Linked DNA regions of Mus musculus: region 2 is linked to region 1. The links are chromatin contacts, called in public HiChIP or PLAC-seq maps. All regions are on one chromosome and are shown on one strand. Each heading gives the region's core, a stretch centred on a gene start, on an enhancer-like site or on the middle of the called end of the contact. The rest is flanking DNA. Distances are from core to core; before and after follow the strand shown. Region 1 holds the start of Rhbdl3 (rhomboid like 3). Region 2 holds the start of Tefm (transcription elongation factor, mitochondrial).

Region 1 (4,409 bases), core at 1,095-3,594:
CAACTCCTCACCCCTCTCCTCCAGGCGCTGCAAATGACCACATCCTACTTTTCATTTGTAACTGCCCAGCACTGGCCCATCCCCACTGCAGAACGAGACACAAGATCAGCCTTCGGAAGAGCCCATTTTGTGAGTAGATCCTCCTCCCCAAGGAAGACAGAGATTTCATGTTACTGGGGCAAAGCATTTTTTATAATAGGAGCAGAAAAGGAGCCAAATGATTCTTTTATGCCCCTTCCCCCACCTCCCCCCAGCCTCCCACTGCAATCCTCTCCTCTTGCATAGCGAAAACTTTAATACAAGTTGTCCAATCTCTGGGTGGCGTAAGCCCAGCCATGGTGCAAGAAGAATTTGTAGGGATGAACGATTTCTCTCTAGGGAGCCTACTGCTGTCTCCGGATACCCAGAGCACCGTGTGGCTCCGCCCTAGATGTATTAAGCCACGCCTCCATAGCACGTCACCATCTCCGGAGCACTGAGCTAGGAAAGCCCACGCAGTCAAGCAGGAAGACTGAGACCGGTTTCAGGCAGGGCTGGGAAGAAGAAAGGTATTTAACTGCTCACATACCTTTTCAAACAGGACTTTCCAGTGCTGGTAGAGAGGGAGGCCATGCGGGAGAGGAAGAAGAGAAAGAAAGGCACTTATCACCAAGGTTTCTGTAGACCCCTGAGGTTTCTGACATCACCTCCCAGCTGTTGCCCAGCAGTCAGAATCAGGTTCAGGGGCCCCCCAGATGAAACCTGAAAAGTCCCCGTGTGAGCGAAGGCAGAACTCGCACAGTACGGTGTGGGAATGGGGTGTTTTTTTTTGGGGGGGGGGAACACAGTCAGATGCTGGAATGAGAACAAGGACGATTCCCAACCGTGTCTCCGGGTTTCTGATAACTTCTGCTACGGAAAGGTCACGTCCACATCTACTCCCGGAGTACACCTTCAGACCTTGTCTGTTGGAGGACTCTGCTCAGGAGACTCGCCCCTGCTTGAGCACTCTGTGTGTGTGTGTGTGTGTGTGTGTGTGTGTGTGTGTTCCCCAATATGCTTCCAAGACTGAGTGCAAGTACTGAATACAGAAGACTCTCTCAGGAGTTAGGGCCAGGACAAAGTGACAGGTTTAGTTACGCAAACCCGAGAGATGTTAGACTCCCGGCCCATTCAGATTTGCTGGCTGTGGTTTCGTAGGCTGGGGTTTCTGGTTTAATTTTACTCTGAAGGAGGGACAGGTCCGAGGCAGGGTGCCGAGAGGGAGTAGTTTCATCAACTCAAGCACCCGGGGCTTTCCAGATCCTGCCTCGCCTCCCAGGACAGCAGACAAGAGATCTAAGCGGCAGATGGCAGGAAAGCCCTCTGGAGTAACCCCTCCCTACCCTGCCCCAGGGGACCGTTCCTGGCACCGAGGTGGTCAGGGACTCCTGAGCCCCCTGCTGGGAGCATTTCGACCCAGCTAGCTCTGGCTGGGTTCAGGGACTGAGATCAGTTTGAATTTCAATCAGTGTCGCGACCGGACTGACGCCGGCGGGAGCTAATCTGGCAGCCGAGAAGGGGTCTCCAGAGCGGTCTGCGCTGATCAGAGACTGGGCATCTGCGGCGCCGGTTCCTTCCCCGGGCTTGCAGAGTCCGCAGGTCGCTGAGGGGAGGGGAGGGGAAGTCACTACAGTGACGCGGCCGCCTCTGCAGGAAAACGCCGTGTCCCGGGCACTGCACCAGCCGCGGGGAGGGGGCTCGGCAGCCGACAGGTTCCCGGCGCAGTGGCCCGGGCTGTGTCCCGCAGTGAAGCCGCGGGAACCCGAGCGGGGTGGGGAGCGCGCGCTTGCATTTGGGGGAGACCTATCTCTCCTACCCTCGGGGACCCCCGACTCATCCCGGACGCTCCGGTGACATAACCTTGAAGCCTCTAAGTTGTCTGCGGGGTAGGGAGCTGAGGCAGTGGCGTCTCCCCGCGTGGCGCCCCCCAGAAAGTTTGAGGGACACAGGAGGGGGCACTCACGTCTTCTGGCGCGGCGGGCAGTCGCTCCTCGGCCTCGGGCTCCAGCTCCTCGATGCGCTCAGCCTCCGCGCAGGCGGCCACTGCGGGGCCGGGGCTGGGGTGCTCGCCCATGGCCCAGACTGCGGCGCTCGTCCCGGGGCGCCGGGCTAACTTTGCGCCGCCGCGGCCGTGCTGCTCCAGGAGCTAGCTGCGCCCCTCGCCGCCTCCGCGCTCGCTCCCATGGTTCTGCTCTCCCCACCGCCCTCACTGCGGCCCCCGCGACCCGGGGCGCTGGGCCCCTAGCCGCCAAACTTCTTGGCCTCTGTCGCGGGCCCGAGGCAGGGCGCCCTTGGGCCAGCCGGGCCCTACCGCTCCCCGCGCTCCTTCCCGCTCCGCGCGGCCCCCGCTCTGCGCGCGAGCCTCCTCCTCCCCACGGACTCCTCCGGGGTGGCGCGCGGCGGGGGCGGGGCTGCTCGCGGGGCCCCCGCCCCCCCAGGCCGCCCGCGGGGAGGGAGGGAGGGAAAGAGGGAGGGCTGGCTGCCGGGAGGCGAGCGACAAGCCGCCGCTCCTCCCGCCCGGAGATGGGGACTGCGTTGCCCTCAGCCTGCTCAGCTCAGCACCGGGTTAACCATCACTTGGAAGCAGCAGATTGTGTGACGGAGGCAGAAGCGAGGTTCTCACGAAGTTGGCCATGTCAGGGTTAAATAGGACTGAATTGAGAGTGAGATGTGAAAATTGGATTCCACCAGCCACCCTTAAGACCTCTCTCTGTTCGCTGTGGTCTTGGATTCTGGGAGGTCTGGGAAAGCCTAGAGATGAGAGAAAGGTCAGGTGGTTTGGGACCCTAAATCCTAACCTTTGCCCTACCTCTCCATCTAGAGCTGTATGCTATCTTCAGGTTTCTCGACCATGTTAAATCCAGGAAAGTAGTGCCCTGCCAGACAGGAGCGGAGGGGTGGAGTGCCGGGGAGGGATTGCGGGGTGGGGGGAGAGCTGGCCGGGGGTGGGGGTGGGGGTGGTGGGGAACAAAAACAAAAAACTAAAACTAAAAACCAGGAATGAAGTTAGCAAAGTACTAAAGGATGTTTAAAGAAGAAAAATGGGAGACAGAGTACCTGTGGGAAAAGCGATCTTCCCACCTAACTATAATTTGTGCCAGTGCCCGGGCTGGGGTAGATGCTCCTCAAGGGAGGCTCAGGGGCTCAGTCCTGGTTCAGCCGCCCCTCCCCCTCCCACACTCCCCACACCCACACACACCCCCACCCCCGCTCCTCCGGCAGCCTACATACAGAACCAAAGCCCTTCAACCTCTCCGCATCATCATTACCCCTCTCGACGTCCAAAGGATTATTATTATTATCAGAAGTTGCAATTAACACCTTCATTTTCATAACGCAAATGTAACCACATCGTGCAAACCCAGGATCCAACCTGTGACCATCTCGCCCAGCACTGACTACTCCTCTTAAACCCAGAAGGAAATCAGTTCCATCCTAATTAGGTGAGTTTGCAACAGACACCAATTTTCATCTCGGTTTCAGAAAGTGTGATCATTCCAACTATTTTTGTTTCTTGCCACCCCTCCCCCATCTCTACTCTACTAACAAGTCAAGATCCTGCCAAGATTTCCTTGTAAATAAAACTGTCTGCATGGGGGTGTGATTTTTTTGAAAACTGCCTTCAGGGGACAGAAGAGAGGCTGAATTCTTTCTGATAAAAAAGCCTATTAGGATAAGCAACTGCTGGGGCCCTGAGGGCCAGGGACCCTGTCTCTACCTCCCCTGCTACCGTTGGCTGGACATAACATGAGCAGTGCTGGCTCTGTTACATTCAGACCTTTGGGAAAGAGCTGGTTCTGAAAGCCTGGTTACAGGGGGATTGGAAAGAGACAGGTGCGTGGAAGAGAAGGCCACTCTGCAGAGATGTCCAGCATCCACTGACACACCCCCCTCCCCCCCAGCTAGTCCTCACAAGCTTTCTCTTCTCTAGCCCAGGGACAGCTCTTAGCAACAGATCCAACTCAGTCACCCCCTCATGGGGAAGTTACCTTCCCATTGCTGAACATTTGTTGAGCTCTTATTAAACACTAGGGGAGATCTCTGAGGGTACATGGATGAGCGAAAGACAAGCCCTGTCCTCTATAAGTGGTTTATCTTGGTGTGTGTGTGGAGGTGGGGTGGGGCACACAGCCATGTTCAACAAATCTTGGGTTCCACAGAAACTCAGGAGTCCTACAGCCTGAAAGGAAGAGGAGGGGCCCTGGTGGATCCAGGAGGTCTTCCCAAAGGAAGCACTTCCATAGCCCTGTAGCAGGAGACACAGCAATTCAGGCAGAGGGGACAGCGTGCAGAGTGGAAGGGGAACTGCAAGGGATTTGGCATGGTTGGAAATCAAACTACACCAGCATCAATAGAAGAGTCCAGCCTGAGGGGAGGCGTGAGAGAGA
Region 2 (4,409 bases), core at 1,055-3,554, 160 kb after region 1:
AATGAGATTACACAGGACTGGATCTGTGGCCACTCCAACATGGCTGCTGTTCTCATGAGATGTCCGTGTGAATGCCTAGTGACAGCAGAGTGACACATATGTGGAGGAGGTAGTCATCTGAAGGTCAGAGAGAAGCATGCATTTCCTGCAGTCCTCAGAAGGAACCAACCCTCCTGACACTCTGGTCACAGGTGTCTGCACTCCTGAAGTGTGAGGGAATAAATTTCCCATGGTCCATTTCAGCATCTCTGTGGTACTCAATGAAAGAATTCTGTATAAAATTTTGTGTTTTAAAAAATTTTGAGCAGGGTGTGGTGGCGCACGCCTTTAATCCCAACACTTGGGAGGCAGAGGCAGGTGAATTTCTGAGTTCGAGGCCAGCCTGGTCTACAGAGTGAGTTCCAGGACAGCCAGGGCTACACACAGAGAAACCCTGTCTCAAAAAACCTAAAAAGAAAAAAAAATTTGGAAGATTTTAAAATTGTCTTTATTTTTGTTAGATCCTTACATTCTGGAGACATCATTAAGATTCATAGAATTTCCATGAGTTTCCCTAACTAACCCTTTTTTTTTTTTTTTAAGACTAGGTCTTACTATGACAGCCCAGGCTGACCTGGAATTCATGCTTGAGTACAGGAATGTGTTACCACACCAGGCACTCTTTCTCTCTCTCTCTCTCTCTCTCTCTCAAATATTTATTTATTTATTTATTATATGTAAGTACACTGTCGCTGTCTTCAGAGACACACCAGAAGAGGGCATCAGATGCCATTACAGATGGTTGTGAGCCACCATGTGGTTGCTGGGATTTGAACTCAGAACCTCCAGAAGAGCAGTCAGTGCTCTTAACCGCTGAGCCATCTCTCCAGCCCCCAGGCTCTCTTAAGAATAACTTTTATTTTAGACTTATTAATTTGTGTATATGAGTGTTTTGCCTACATGTATGTCTGTGTGCCAAGTCTGTGCCTGGTGCCTGTGGAGGTCAGAAGAGGTTATTGGACATCCCCGGAACCAGAATTATAGATGGTTGTCAGCCACCATGTGGATGTTGTGAACCAAAGCCGGATCCTCCACAAGAGCAACAAGTACTCTGAACGGCTGAGCCTGTGAATAGCTTTTGTTGTTGATGCCTTTTGAGACAGAGTCATTTTTGTAGTCTAGGGTGGCCTCAAACTCATTACATAGCCTAGACTGGACTCAAACTCACAATTCTCCTCATGCTCCTAAGTGTGGGCATTATAGGTTAGCTACGACGTCTAATATAACCACAAACCCATTACTAGACCCTTTTCCACTCTTCTTCCTTAGCCCAGGTTTCATTCCCCACAGTTCACTCTGCCTTGGCAAGAAAATCTGTTGTCATTCCTCCTACGCCCCGCCCAAGTTACCTGGCAACAGCCAGGTAGGCCTGGCTTTGCTCTAAAAGGAACTGCTTGCCCTCTCTGACTCTTTTCTCTCTGACCCCTTTTCCCCTCTCTCCTCTTCTCCCTCCCCGTCCTCTTCAACGTGTACTGGGCCACCAGTTCGTTCGTGTTCTCTCTCTCTCTCTCTCTCTCTCTCTCTCTCTCCCCCCTTTCCCTGCCTCTACTCCCTTCTTAACTCCCCCCCCCCCCAATAAACTCTATGCCATACTGGAGCTGGGTACCTCGGAGAGGAGGGGATGCCTCAGGATGGGCACCTCACCACACCATACCGCGCTCCATAAAACACAACAATTGTTTTATAAAACATATCACAATAACTTTCCGATTCCTCTTTCTTGTCCTCAGGTTCTTCTACAGTCCAGCCTCACATTGGCTGCAAATGACCAATTTTCTTTTTTTCTAGAAAGCCCCTCTAATCTGACTTTGCAACTAAAAAACAAGCAACCTGCCCGACTTTTTCAACTGTTCCACTTCGCATTCCAAGGATCAAATGTGGCTCCAGACTCACCTCCCCCCATCCTTTTCAAACAGTCAAAAGTGCCCAGCGTCAAAGCGACCTCATACATTGGCCTTATCCCGTGCATCTCTCCCAGATACTCCTCCTCTCAACTCCGGACAGGGTTACATGTGTGCATATAGGCTCCCCACTGTCTGCTGTGTGTCTGGGAACCCAGAGGAGACTCGCCCCAAAACAGGATTAAACCTAGTCTACTCCTATGCATCTCGGCGATCCCGAACGGCCACACTTTCTCCAGAGACCATCAGCCATCAATTACTAGGAACTCCGTTGGCATTTCCCTGAGACTGTCGCTTTCGCCGGAACCCTTCTGCCCAGCCCCGGCCGAGCACTTTTTGTTGGAGCACACGAAACCGGAAGTTGAGGAGGAACACAGGCGTGGGAAAGAGCCTGGCGATGGCTTGGAGGACAAACCTTGCTTGCCTCATCAAGGCCGGAGGTAGGGTTCCTGAGCACGAGGTGGATTGCTTTCCAGTCACTAGCCTGTAACCGGGAGTGGTTCTCTTCTGCCCTGTGTCCGGTTGTCCAGCGTGGAGCTGTAGCGGAGCTGAGGGGCGTTCATGTCCCCCAGCCCCGGAGCCCGTCCGCTTTAATGGCCCGGGGTCCACGCGCGTGCGCCCCTTCCCGGGCCGGAGTAGCTCGCTTAGCCTCTGGCTGTGTCGTCTTCCTGTGGCCGCGCTGGGAGGATGACTTTACACTGTCTTATAAAGTTATCCATTGCACAATGTAGACTGCTTGCAAAAATACAGCCTTGTTAGCAATATTGAGAACCATGCAGAACAAAATAAACCGTCCCCACCACTTAGTTAATATCACCAGCCCCCGCTTGCCCCAGTCAGAGCTCCATGTTGCCCAAGCTGGCCTGCAACTCACTATGTAGCTAAATCCTGATCTTCCTGCTTCCATCTCCTAAATGCTAGGATTGCAAGTGAGGAACACCACTCCTGACCAGCTAAAACATTTATTATAAACGTATAAAGTTTAATTTCCTTTAGTTCCATCAGATGATAAACTAGTAAAAAATGGAACTGGAGATCAATCATAAGAGGCGATACAAAAAATCCTCATAATATTATAAATGCCATAAGTAGCAGACATTTGAAATAATTTTAATTAAAATTAAGTGGTTCTAGGTATAGAAACCAAGGCCTTGCCAGAAACTAGGTCCTATCTAACTGGCCCTTAACTTTTTTGATTGTTTTTACTTTAGCAAACAGTCTCATTGCCTGGAACACTGTACTAGACCAGTCTGGCCATGAACTCTCAGAGGTCTGCCTGGTTTTGCCTCCCAAATGCTGGTTTTGTTTGTTTGTTTGGTTTTTTTGAATCAGGGTTTCTCTGAGTAGCCCTGGCTGTCCTGGAACTCACTTTGTAGACCAGACTGGCCTTGAACTAAGAAATCGACCTGTCTTTGCCTCCCAAGTGCTGGGATTAAAGGCACGTGCCACCACTGCCTGGCTCAAATGCTGGTATTAAAGGTGGACTCTACTTATCCCGAGAAGACTACAATTTCTTTATTTTAATTAATTAAATTTTTGGAGATGAGGTCTCAGGTAGTCCAGACTGTCATAAAACTCTTGGAATCTGAATCTTGTATGGACTGCCCCTCAGGTGCTGAGGTTGTACATACGGAGTTACAGTGCCAGGCAACTACAGCTTCTTCCTTGAGACAGCGCCTCTGTGTAGTACTGGCTATCCTGGTGCAGCTGAATTACTATGAAGTCAAGGCCATCCTGGTCTTCATACTGAATTTGAGTATGAAGACTATCCAGTGACATCCTGTCTCAAAAAAGAAAACAACAACAAAAACCCCACAAACAAACCCAACCCTACCAATGATCAAAACCAACCAACCAACCAACCAAAAACCAAACAAACCCTCAAAGATAGATAACTGTAATTATTGTAAAACTACTCTTTATGTTTTGTTTGTTTTTCAATACAGAGTTTCACTGTGCAGTCCTGGTTGTCCCGAACTTCCTCTGTAGACCAGGCTGCCCTTGAACTCAGAGATCCTCCTGCTTCTGCCTCCCCAGTGCTGGGATTAAAGGTGTGCACAACTACAACCAGCTCTACACTCCTCTTAAAGACAATTCTCTGTGATAATATGGTCTGTGTGCAAGTCTGTATAACTGCACAAGCTTGGGTATTAACTGTCAAGGAGAACATTATAAGTCAAGTTTCCCTTTTAGGGAGGAGATGGTTTCCAGTCCCAGAGTACTCATCCCTGCCTCCAGTCCTAAATAACACCTGCTCTGTGAGGAAATCCACTGCACCTGAGAAACGTGTTGCCAGTGTTGCTGCTTGTGATACAGATGGAAAGGAGCCCGGGAATCCATTGGACAGGCTCTTCTCCCTGGAGCAGCAGGCTTCTATCTTACAAGTGCTGAATACAGCTTCTGATAAAGAACTGGAAGCTTTCAGGTTGCTTCGAGGAAGGAAGTCCGTCAATATTGTAGAACACAGAA

The links. HiChIP or PLAC-seq counts read pairs in DNA pulled down with a chosen protein or histone mark.
Region 2: a contact with region 1 is called in an HNF4G HiChIP or PLAC-seq map of pancreatic cancer cells. The contact joins the promoter of Tefm here to the promoter of Rhbdl3 in region 1. A contact is called at or near these places in 1 of 39 promoter capture datasets (hippocampal neurons), 1 of 484 Hi-C or Micro-C datasets (embryonic stem cells), 3 of 115 datasets of contacts at active chromatin or transcription factors (effector CD8 T cells, embryonic stem cells and pancreatic cancer cells) and 3 of 9 other capture datasets (adipose tissue, liver and pancreatic islet).

Annotation. Positions count from the first base shown.
Region 1 is chr11:80,298,847-80,303,255 of GRCm38.p6, reverse strand. Rhbdl3 (rhomboid like 3) reads right to left here and starts at 2,344. Exons shown (of 9, transcript NM_139228.3): 1 at 1,985-2,344; 2 at 569-592. The coding sequence starts at 2,095.
Region 2 is chr11:80,140,048-80,144,456 of GRCm38.p6, reverse strand. Tefm (transcription elongation factor, mitochondrial) reads left to right here and starts at 2,304. Exons shown (of 4, transcript NM_183275.2): 1 at 2,304-2,380; 2 at 4,134-4,409. The coding sequence starts at 2,338.